Linked DNA regions of Hordeum vulgare: region 1 is linked to region 2. Evidence: chromatin contacts called from public Hi-C data. All regions are on one chromosome and are shown on one strand. The core of a region is the stretch at or near the end of the contact, and the rest is flanking DNA. Distances in the headings are between cores, read along the strand shown. Region 1 holds the start of LOC123443961 (single-stranded DNA-binding protein, mitochondrial). Region 2 overlaps LOC123443959 (probable isoprenylcysteine alpha-carbonyl methylesterase ICMEL2).

Region 1 (4,449 bases), core at 1,284-3,783, 760 kb after region 2:
CCAAGTTAACAAATAGAGAAGCTCCACCGGTGAACTTCGAAGCAAATGGTCGCACATACAACTAAGGATACTACCTAGCGGATGGGATCTATCCAAGGTGGAGTACTTTTAAGAAAGAACTCTATTTTCACAATGCTCAAGCGGCAGCTAGGAAAGATGTTGAGAGGGCATTTGGAATTTTGCAATCCAAATTTGTTATGGTGCGAGGACCGTTTAGATTCTGAGATTAGAACAACCTTTGATACATCATGTTTGCTTCCCTGATCACGCATAACAGAGAATGAGCATGGGCAGGATGTGGTTACACCTTCTATGATGCTATGGGCATACGCGTTATCCTGATGAGAAAAGAGGAGCGAATCAGATGTTTCATGAAGGTGTACCATGAAATTAGAGACGCCGGTACACACGATGAACTTCAGAAATATTTGATGGAGAAGTACTGGAAGTGGCATGGCAAAAGAACCTCCTAGTTTCAGTCTTTGTTTGTTGTATTGTGCAAGAAAGTCTATTTTCATCCTTTGTTTGGTGTATTATTCAAAAACATTGTTGTATTTGCGCTGCATTTGATGTTGTAGATTTGATGAATTATGTAATAATTTGATATTGTGGACAGATAAAATTTTATGTTTTAATTCGGGATGTTTTTTATTTCAAACTGCGCAATTGTTGTGCGGCTAGAGTGTGGCTGAACTGCTACTGTACAGTGGCTGCATCACTGCCGCCGCGCGACTGTTAGCCGTTTTTACATCATCTGTTCGAGTAGGAGGTTTACATCTTATACGTCATCTGTTGGAGACTTGGAGTTGGCTCTTTTTTGAAGATGTAAAAGGCACTTTTTGGTGATGTAAATTATACAACACCCACTTTTACATCTTCAAATATACATCATCTATTGAAGATGCTCTTAACATAGGATGAGATGGCAAGTTTTTTAATTCAGAAGTTGGCAGCTAGCTGATATTCTGAATAACTGAACAATGGTTATTCAATATGCAACCCTTAAACGAAGTTTGTAAAAACGAACATTTAGGAAAATAACAAGATTACTACTGGTGGCATTTTTAGCCTATATTTAACAAGTCCCCCAAGTAAAATTTAAAAGCAAAGATTTGTCCTGTAACATATAAAAACTTGTGGTTTTAAGACAAGGCTGAAAACAAATAACAGAGGTATGAACAAAAAAGAAGCTGATTATGTCCTATCTAATAAATAAGCATACCATTTCCACGAACAGCTATTTCTCTTATGCGTCTAACGAGCCCAGTAATAGGATCAGAGAACACCTTTGTCTCCAGATTTCCTTCCAAATAGAGAACAGACCTGAAATGTTTCAATTGATGAACATTTAGAGGTATAACTGAAGGCAAGCAGAAACACAAAGGGAGCAGCATAAAACCCAAACTACACTGACCATATTGCCACATGACCAATATGCAAATTAAATTTTACAAACAACAGGACTCATATTCAGTTTCCAACTACAACTAAGATAACCAATCCACCAGAACTGAATAACAGTAGTCTGTAACTCCCACTCACTGAAACCTAATAAAAGGTAAACTGGTCCATACTCAATTATTCACCAACAGAATCAAGTACTCAGATTTCGCAATCTAGGTTCAGGACTAGGTGGAAGGATGAACATACGAATAGGATTTAAGAACATAATACTCCCTCCGTAACAAAATGTAAGACGTTTTTTATGCCCTATGCAAAACCAAAAAACGTCTTACATTTTGGTACAGAGGTAGTATTTCGCAAAGCTGATAAGCAAGCGGTTTGAGCGGCATGATCCGAGTTAGCAAAACTGAGAGCAAAGCGCTCAAACATCTCGCTACATCTCATTCATGTCAAAATTTCATAGCTTGGGAGGAGGCAAGGCGCTGACCCGGTTTTGACATGCTTCAGCGCGAGGCTACCCAGCCTGTCCGGGTAGATGCATACGCGGTGCCACTGCACGGAGCTGCGTTCGGCGTACTGGTGCGGCTCCTCGTTGTCCAACGGGCGTCGGTTGTTGCGGATGCCCCCGGTGCCCAGCGAGAACAGCACGACGGTCTTCCCACTCCGCAGCCGCTTCTGCACAGGCTCTTGCCCCACCTTTCCAACCATTATAGCCTTCGCGAATCCACCAAACAAAAAGCGCACATCACATTTCGGCTCTAGCCAAGCAAGCCCAAGCGGAGAAGAGAACCAAGGGTTCTATAAAACCTTGTAGATGCCGTGGTCGAGGCCATTCTCGAGGGGGCGGGTGGTGTGGGGAGCCCTCGGCTGGTCCCGGTACTGATTACCCTGATCGGCGGGTGGCGCAGGGTCGGGGTCGGGCTCGGCATCGGATCCCTCGGGGGAGTGTGAGAACGGAGGCGATGTGGTGGATAAGGGGCGGAGAGGAGAAGAGACGAAGCGGCGGGAGAGGAGGAGGAAGCGGCGGCCAAGGAGGGAGGAGGAGGTGGCGGCTGCCATGGATGCGCGTCGGCGAGAGGAAGAGGGGGGAGTTCGCCGCTAAACCCTGTGCAAAGCCCTAGCTTTGGTGGGTTGCGTTGGGGCTTAGGTGGACCGCTGGCTAGGAGCAGATCTTGCCAAACGGGCCATGCGGCCCCACAGCCCGCATGCCTGGCACAACATGGGTCTGGCCCGGCACGGGCTAATCGTACTCGGGCCCGGCATGAAGCACGCCTCGGTTCATGCATGGAGGCTGGGCACGCGGGCCGACACGGTACGGCTCGGTTACCCTTTTTATTTATATATATATATAAGATAAAAAAGCCTAATAGATTAAAATCAACCAAAAAACAGTCGAGTATGTCAAAATTGATCAAAATAATAGCCGAACAGGCCGAAATCGGCTCAAATAACGGCTTAAAATACTAAAATCCTAACAGGCCAGCGGGCCTGAGGGGCCGGCTCGTATAGCCCCCGTGCCGTGCTTGGGCCTGAACCTCGGGCACGTGGGTCGGCACGGCACGGCCAGCCGAGGCACGTTTATTAAACGGGCCGTGCCGTGCCAGGCACGATTTTGACGGGTCGTGCCAGGCCAACCCGTTTGGCCAGGTATAGCTAAGAGGATTACCGGGGAAACCCTATTTAGTGTCACAGGCGTCGACAAAAATTGCTAACCCGCACCTGCAGCACTCTATCATGAGCTCGCCCATTTAGATATCCCATTTGTGTTTTAGCAAGTGATTTTTTTAAAAATCGATGATTTCTTTTTAAAATAGGTGAACTTTTTTAAAATCGTTGATTTTTTTAATGAAATCGATGAACTTTTTCGAAAATCGATTACCATAATTTAAAATTCGTGAACTTTTTCAGAATCAATGAATTGTTTTTAAAAATTAATGAACTTTTTTAAAAATCAATATTTTTTGTCGAATTTTGTGAACTTTTTGAAAATACATAAACATATTTTAAAAATTGGTGAAGTTTTTTTATAATCATTGATCTTTTTCGTAAATTTGAACTTTTTAAAAATTTCATAAACTATTTTTGATTTTTTAAGGACCAATACATTCTACATAGACCGGCCCATGAGGAGGAGCGTTGTAGGCGTCGATTCGCCTAACCAGTGTTGAAGGCGTCGTATAGAACCTCCCGGATTACTGATCCAATTCAAGAAACAATATATAACAAGATGTGTTGCATTTTCATGTTTGCCCCTCGTTGCAGCAAGTTGTTGGAGTGACACACACAACGTTCCAGATGGACGAGTGTCAGTGAATACTCACAACATATGCCATAGGTAGGATAAAGTCGGTGAGAACCGAAGGGACAAAGGAGGACGCTTGGAACGAGGTTGGTACAAGCATGGGACGCACGATGTACCCAAGTTCAGGGCTCTTCGTAGAGATAAGACCCCTAGTCCTGCCGGAGTGTTTGATGCGTATGAACGGATTACAAGGTTGCTCCTGGAGCTGTGTTGGGAGGAGGAAGAGGGGAGCAGTCGGCTCGTCTCTGCCTCTCTTTATGTGGTTGGTGGGTGTGTAGTGTTGTACGTCTGTGGAATGATCGGATCCCCCTGCATGGAGGGCGACCGGGGGGTTTTATAGGCGAACCCACCGGCCTACAATATGGATAAAGGGTACAAGAGTGGGACCCGGCTGGCAGCCTCGCCGGCTGACCAGGGGCCCATGAGAGTCTTGTCTTGTCGCTTGAGGGCCCCGCCGGCTGCATGGTCTCGATTGGCGATGGGACCCGCCGGCTGGCCCATAGATCTCTCGCTTAAGGTTGACGTCGAGCACGCGCTGTACGTCGAGCGTCGTCCAACGAGATTCATCATGGGTAGGTAGTACGACTGCCTCCACTGTTCCCCACGCCAAGTGCAGTAATGGAGTGGGAGTGTGATAGTCCGACACTATGCTAGGTGATGGATCAGAGCCGGGGTAGGTCAGCGGCGTGGCCGCCGACGCTCATACCCGCCGGACGCTCCGATCCAGTACCTTTGCTAACGCG
Region 2 (4,824 bases), core at 1,354-3,853:
CAAGACCCATATTCCACATTTACAGGTTGCAAAAAATGATTTTTACGGGCTGGCGAGGGCCGCAACAGAACGTCGTAGAACTGAATATTTTGTTTTACAACTCCGTGATGCGGCCCTAAAAATGTGGTATTGGCTGGATTTGACTCAAATATGATATATTAAACATAAGATTGAATATCTAAATCATAATACAACAATCATTTAGATTAGAATAATTATTCAAATCACTGAAATAATTTAATAATTAAATAAAAAATTGTTCTGAATACAATAATGATGCAAATCACACATGAATTAAATGAAATGAATGGAAAAATGACAGAAATTACTGTTTATGCATTTATCAAGTTGTTCAATGAGATCCTCCTGAAGTTGATAGTGGGTATTTGTGTCCTTAATTTGTCAGTATGTCTAAAAAAATGTTTATATGCAGTCAAGGTCTCTAGCTGGTTTCACACAGCTATCAACATTATCGGAAGAATTTCAAGTTCATGTCCCTCTCATCTTTAAGGATAATGTTGTGAAGAATCACGTAGCAATTCATGATGTTCTTCAGGGTTCGTTTGTCCCAAAAATGAGCAGGACCGCAAAACAGTAAATCTTGATTGCAAAACCTCAAAAGCTTTTTAAATATCTTTTCAAGCAACCTTTTGTACTTTTGCAAATTCAACATGCTTCCTAGTACTTGGTTTTTTATACTCTTAATAAATATACACCAAAAAGATAAATACCATCTGCAAGATAGTATTCCTTGATGCACTCATGCTCATTGACCATGTAGTTGTAAGCATGAGCATCACCACTAGCAAGTCTAGCAAATAAATAAAACAATTGCGACACATTGATATTATTGAGAGTATCCGGCATACAAAAAAGAACATCCATAAATCCTTGAATGCTACGGCTTCTAGCATAATTGTTGCATCATGAGACTTGTCACAATACTGCCCGTGCCATGTCTTCGGGCAGTTTTTCTAAGTCCAATGCATTCAATCAACGCTTCCTAGCATACCAGGCCAACCTCTCCTCTCACTTGTTGTCATCAACTTTTTGTGTCTTCTTCGTCGGGTGTATGAAGATAGACAGGTCCAAATCTATGCACTAACTCTATTGTAGTATCTTCGTCAATGCGAAGATATTCGTCGGCATAGTCAACCGGAACGCCATATGCAATCATTCGCATAGTTGTTGAGATTTTTTGATATGCGCTAAAACCCTTCAAGCCAGTGGCGTTTCTTCTTTGAGTAAAAACCCGAATTTGCCTCGCAAGCTTGCACTAAATTTATGAAGAGGGATCGACACATTCGATACCTTCTCCGAAAGAGGTGCGGCAGATACGTTGGATTCTCCGTGAAGTAGTCTTGCATGAGCATCTCGTTTTCAAGATGGCGGTTGCGAGGGATGTACAGGCGGCCGACGGTTGATCCTGGCTGTCTCTTTCGGTTCCAATCCTCGTGCTTCTTCATGGCGGGCACCATCACCATCATTTGTCATCGATGTCTCTCGAGCAGCGACTCTATGTCCGAGTCGTCCGACGAGTATGAATTCTCGAGCAAAAACTCCTCGCAATGGCTCAAATCCATGTACAAAATGGCACACCCGAGCTCGCATGAACGAATTTCCTTCGTCAAATCAACCGCTACATCGAACTAGAAAAGGGCACGAAATGACTGACCGCCGGTGGGCTGGGGACGACCGCAAACTCTTGAATTCGAGGTGGAGGCGGGCCGGCGGCGGCTCCGCCGTAGATCTGTGTCGGCGGGCATCCGGGGGCGACGAGGCGGCGCGATGGAGCGGGGTGTGGAGCGGTCTGGCAACGTGATTCTGGTGACGGATATGGTCGAAATCGCAGGCGACGACGGTGCTGGGTGGTTAGGGAATGGGAAGGGGAACAAGCGCGGGCTAAAATGTCGCTCTTGCCAACCGCTTTCGCGAGATACATGGCGTCGTCGGGGCGAGGGGAAAACTGTGTATTCTCGACTCAGAGGGGCAATTTTATTGCGCCATTTAAAATTTTGTAAGGGTCAGCCGCATCTACGGCAACCGCGTTTACGGGGTCTGTCCGAGACACTTTTTCACCGCAAAATTATAAAATGACAATTATTTTGCGGATCGGGAAGATATAAGGGGTCTAGTAGAGTTGCTCTTAAATAGTTACTTATAGCATTAAATATCTCATGCATGTTTGCATGTTTAGGTGAAACTTTTGTACCCATGATAGCATATTGAGGGGAACCTTTCTGTGACATCCTTACTTGATGGGAGAAATAGGTCAGTGAGGTCTAGTTATTTATTAAATATCTTATGCATGTATGCATGTTAATATGAAACCTTTTTTATGCATGACCATATATTGAGATGAATCAATTTTATTGTATGTTGATTGATGAGGTGATATGCTTATATGTTGAGAAAAAATGTTTGTGAGGCTAACTATTTAGATATATATTTTCCAATTTCCTTGAAAGAAAGTCAAACGTGTGTAAGTTGGAAAAGTCTCTAAATCTACTCACTGATTTTTGCATCTCGTAAACCCCCTCCTCTACACGCCATGTGTCCGCGTGAGAAGGCCCACCGCTTCCCTAACTTTATCTCTCAGGACGAAGCTGCCTCCTCCACACATTGCTTCTTTTCTTCCCCCTTCCAATCTCATTTATCCGGACAACCAAAGGAGAGAACCCATGGCGAAGACCACCATAGCCGCAAGAAAATCGATAGGGGCTGCCACCGGTCGCCGTCTTGATGCATCCTCCGTCCAACTTCATCAATGTTTGAAATTAGAGGGGATAACACAACCACATCACTCCTGCATCCTCGTCACCGGGTGCAGCTGCAAAAAGAAGAAGGCGACGCCGGCCACCACACCAACATGCAAGGTCGATGGAGGGCGACTACGGCCATCTCAGTTGCATGGCTCTGGTGTGCCCCGTCGCGTCTGCAACCCCTATGTTTTGCAGCAGCACCTGTTGGCCAAATAAGCCATGACGGACTCTGTGGCTGGGGTGCGCACCAGGGCGCGTCGGGTGCAGCGAGTCCACGGCTGGCTTGTGCGTAGGTTAGTGTGTGCATGCACGGGTGTGTGGCCGTGTCGTAGGTGTGTGGGTCGCCAGCCTGTTGGCGAGCCGCGCGGTGATCGCGAGCGATGTGTTGAGCCCGAGCGTGAACCGAGACGCGTTGGTGCGCATCGTGGGTGCGAGCGGAGCAAGCGGATCGCGGGGCGAGCGAGTGGAGGCGTGGGTGTGTGCCCTGGCGTCAGGAAAAATCCCCACTGTGTCTCTGCGCTCTCCACTTCTTCTTCCTTCGGCTGTTCCGACAAGAGAGAGGTTTCACAGAGCACGGAGGGACGCTGCGGTAACAACAATTGGCATCAGAGCCTTGAGCAGGGATCGCCGGCGGCCATGACCCTGGTTCCGTACGGAGGCGGCGGCGGTGGCGCGATGTCGCCGCCGGTCCCGCCGTTGACGCCATCGAACTACACTCCCTAGGCGATCAAGGTGGAAGCGTTCCTTGATGCCCAGGGGCTGTGGTGCGTGGTTGCTACGGCGGAGGATGCGGCTGTTGACGCCGGTAGTGTTGGAAATATGCCCTAGAGGCAATAATAAAGTTGTTATTATTATATTTCCAGTTCTATTATTCATGCTATGATTGTATTAACCGGAAACCGTAATACATGTGTGAATATATAGATCACAATGTGTCCCTAGTGAGCCTCTAGTTGGCTAGCTCGTTGATCAATAGATGATCATGGTTTCCTGATCATGAATATTTGATGTCATTGATAACGGGATCACATCATTGGGGAATGATGTGATGGACAAGACCCAATCCTAAGCATAGCACTAGATCGTGTTGTTCGTGTGCTGAAGCTTTTCTAATGTCAAGTATCATTTTCTTAGACCGTGAGATTGTGCAACTCCCGGATACCGTAGGAGTGCTTTGGGTGTACCAAACATCACAACGTAACTGTGTGATTATAAAGGTGCACTACGGGTATCTCCAAAAGTGTCTGTTCGGTTGTACGAATCGTGACCGGGATCTCCCTGTGACGGAGAGGTATCTCTCGGCCCACTCGGTAATCCATCATCATATTAAGCTCAGTGTGACTAAGGAGTTAGCCACGGGATGATGTGTTACGAAACGAGTAAAGAGACTTGCCGGTAACGAGATTGAACAAGGTATGGGGATATCGACGATCGAATCTCGGGCAAGTATCATACCGGTAGACAAAGGGAATTGCATACGGGATTGATTGAATCCTTGACATCGTGGTTCATCCGATAAGATCATCGTGGAACATGTGGGAACCAACATGGATATCCAGACCCCGTTATTGGTTATCGACCAAAGAGGTGTCTCGGTCATGTCTGCATGCTTCCCGGACCCGTAGGGTCTACGCAATTAAGGTTCGATGACGCTAGGGTTATAGGGAAATAGTGTATGTGATTACCGAAGGTTGTTCGGAGTCCCGGATGAGATCCCAGACGTCACGAGGAGTTCCGGAATGGTCCAGAGGTAAAGATTGATATATAGGAAGTGAGGATTTGGTCACCGGAATTGTTTCGGGCGACACCGACAATGTACCGGGACCATCGGAAGGGTTCCGGGGGTCCACCGGCAAGGGCCACCAGCCCCAAAGTGCTCCATGGGCTAAGAGCATCTCTAGTAGAACCCTCAAACCCTTAAATCTAAAACCAGTTTTAAGGGTTGAGAATTGGCCATTTTTGACACTTTTAAGGGTTGAAAAACAGGGGCAAAGACTAGAACCCTCAAACCCAACCCTTATAACGGAATATTCTTGCGGATCGACGAGGAGAGCTCGAGCGG

Evidence for each region. Hi-C and Micro-C count contacts between places; a contact is called where the count stands out from the background.
Region 1: a contact with region 2 is called in a Hi-C map of seedling, with 5 times the contacts expected there. The contact joins the promoter of LOC123443961 here to the enhancer-like site in region 2. A contact is called at or near these places in 2 of 6 Hi-C or Micro-C datasets (leaf and seedling).

Annotation. Positions count from the first base shown.
Region 1 is chr3H:392,667,758-392,672,206 of MorexV3_pseudomolecules_assembly, forward strand. LOC123443961 (single-stranded DNA-binding protein, mitochondrial) reads right to left here and starts at 2,534. Exons shown (of 4, transcript XM_045120540.1): 1 at 2,212-2,534; 2 at 1,892-2,118; 3 at 1,223-1,323. The coding sequence starts at 2,463.
Region 2 is chr3H:391,907,673-391,912,496 of MorexV3_pseudomolecules_assembly, forward strand. All of the region lies in intron 11 of LOC123443959 (probable isoprenylcysteine alpha-carbonyl methylesterase ICMEL2), which reads left to right. Among protein-coding and RNA genes, the nearest start is that of LOC123443960, 3.9 kb to the left of the region's middle. Within about 2 kb of position 2,604, at least 2 of the 3 cell types and tissues checked have open chromatin away from gene starts, as enhancers often do. A contact at or near this core is called in leaf and seedling, where this site is marked.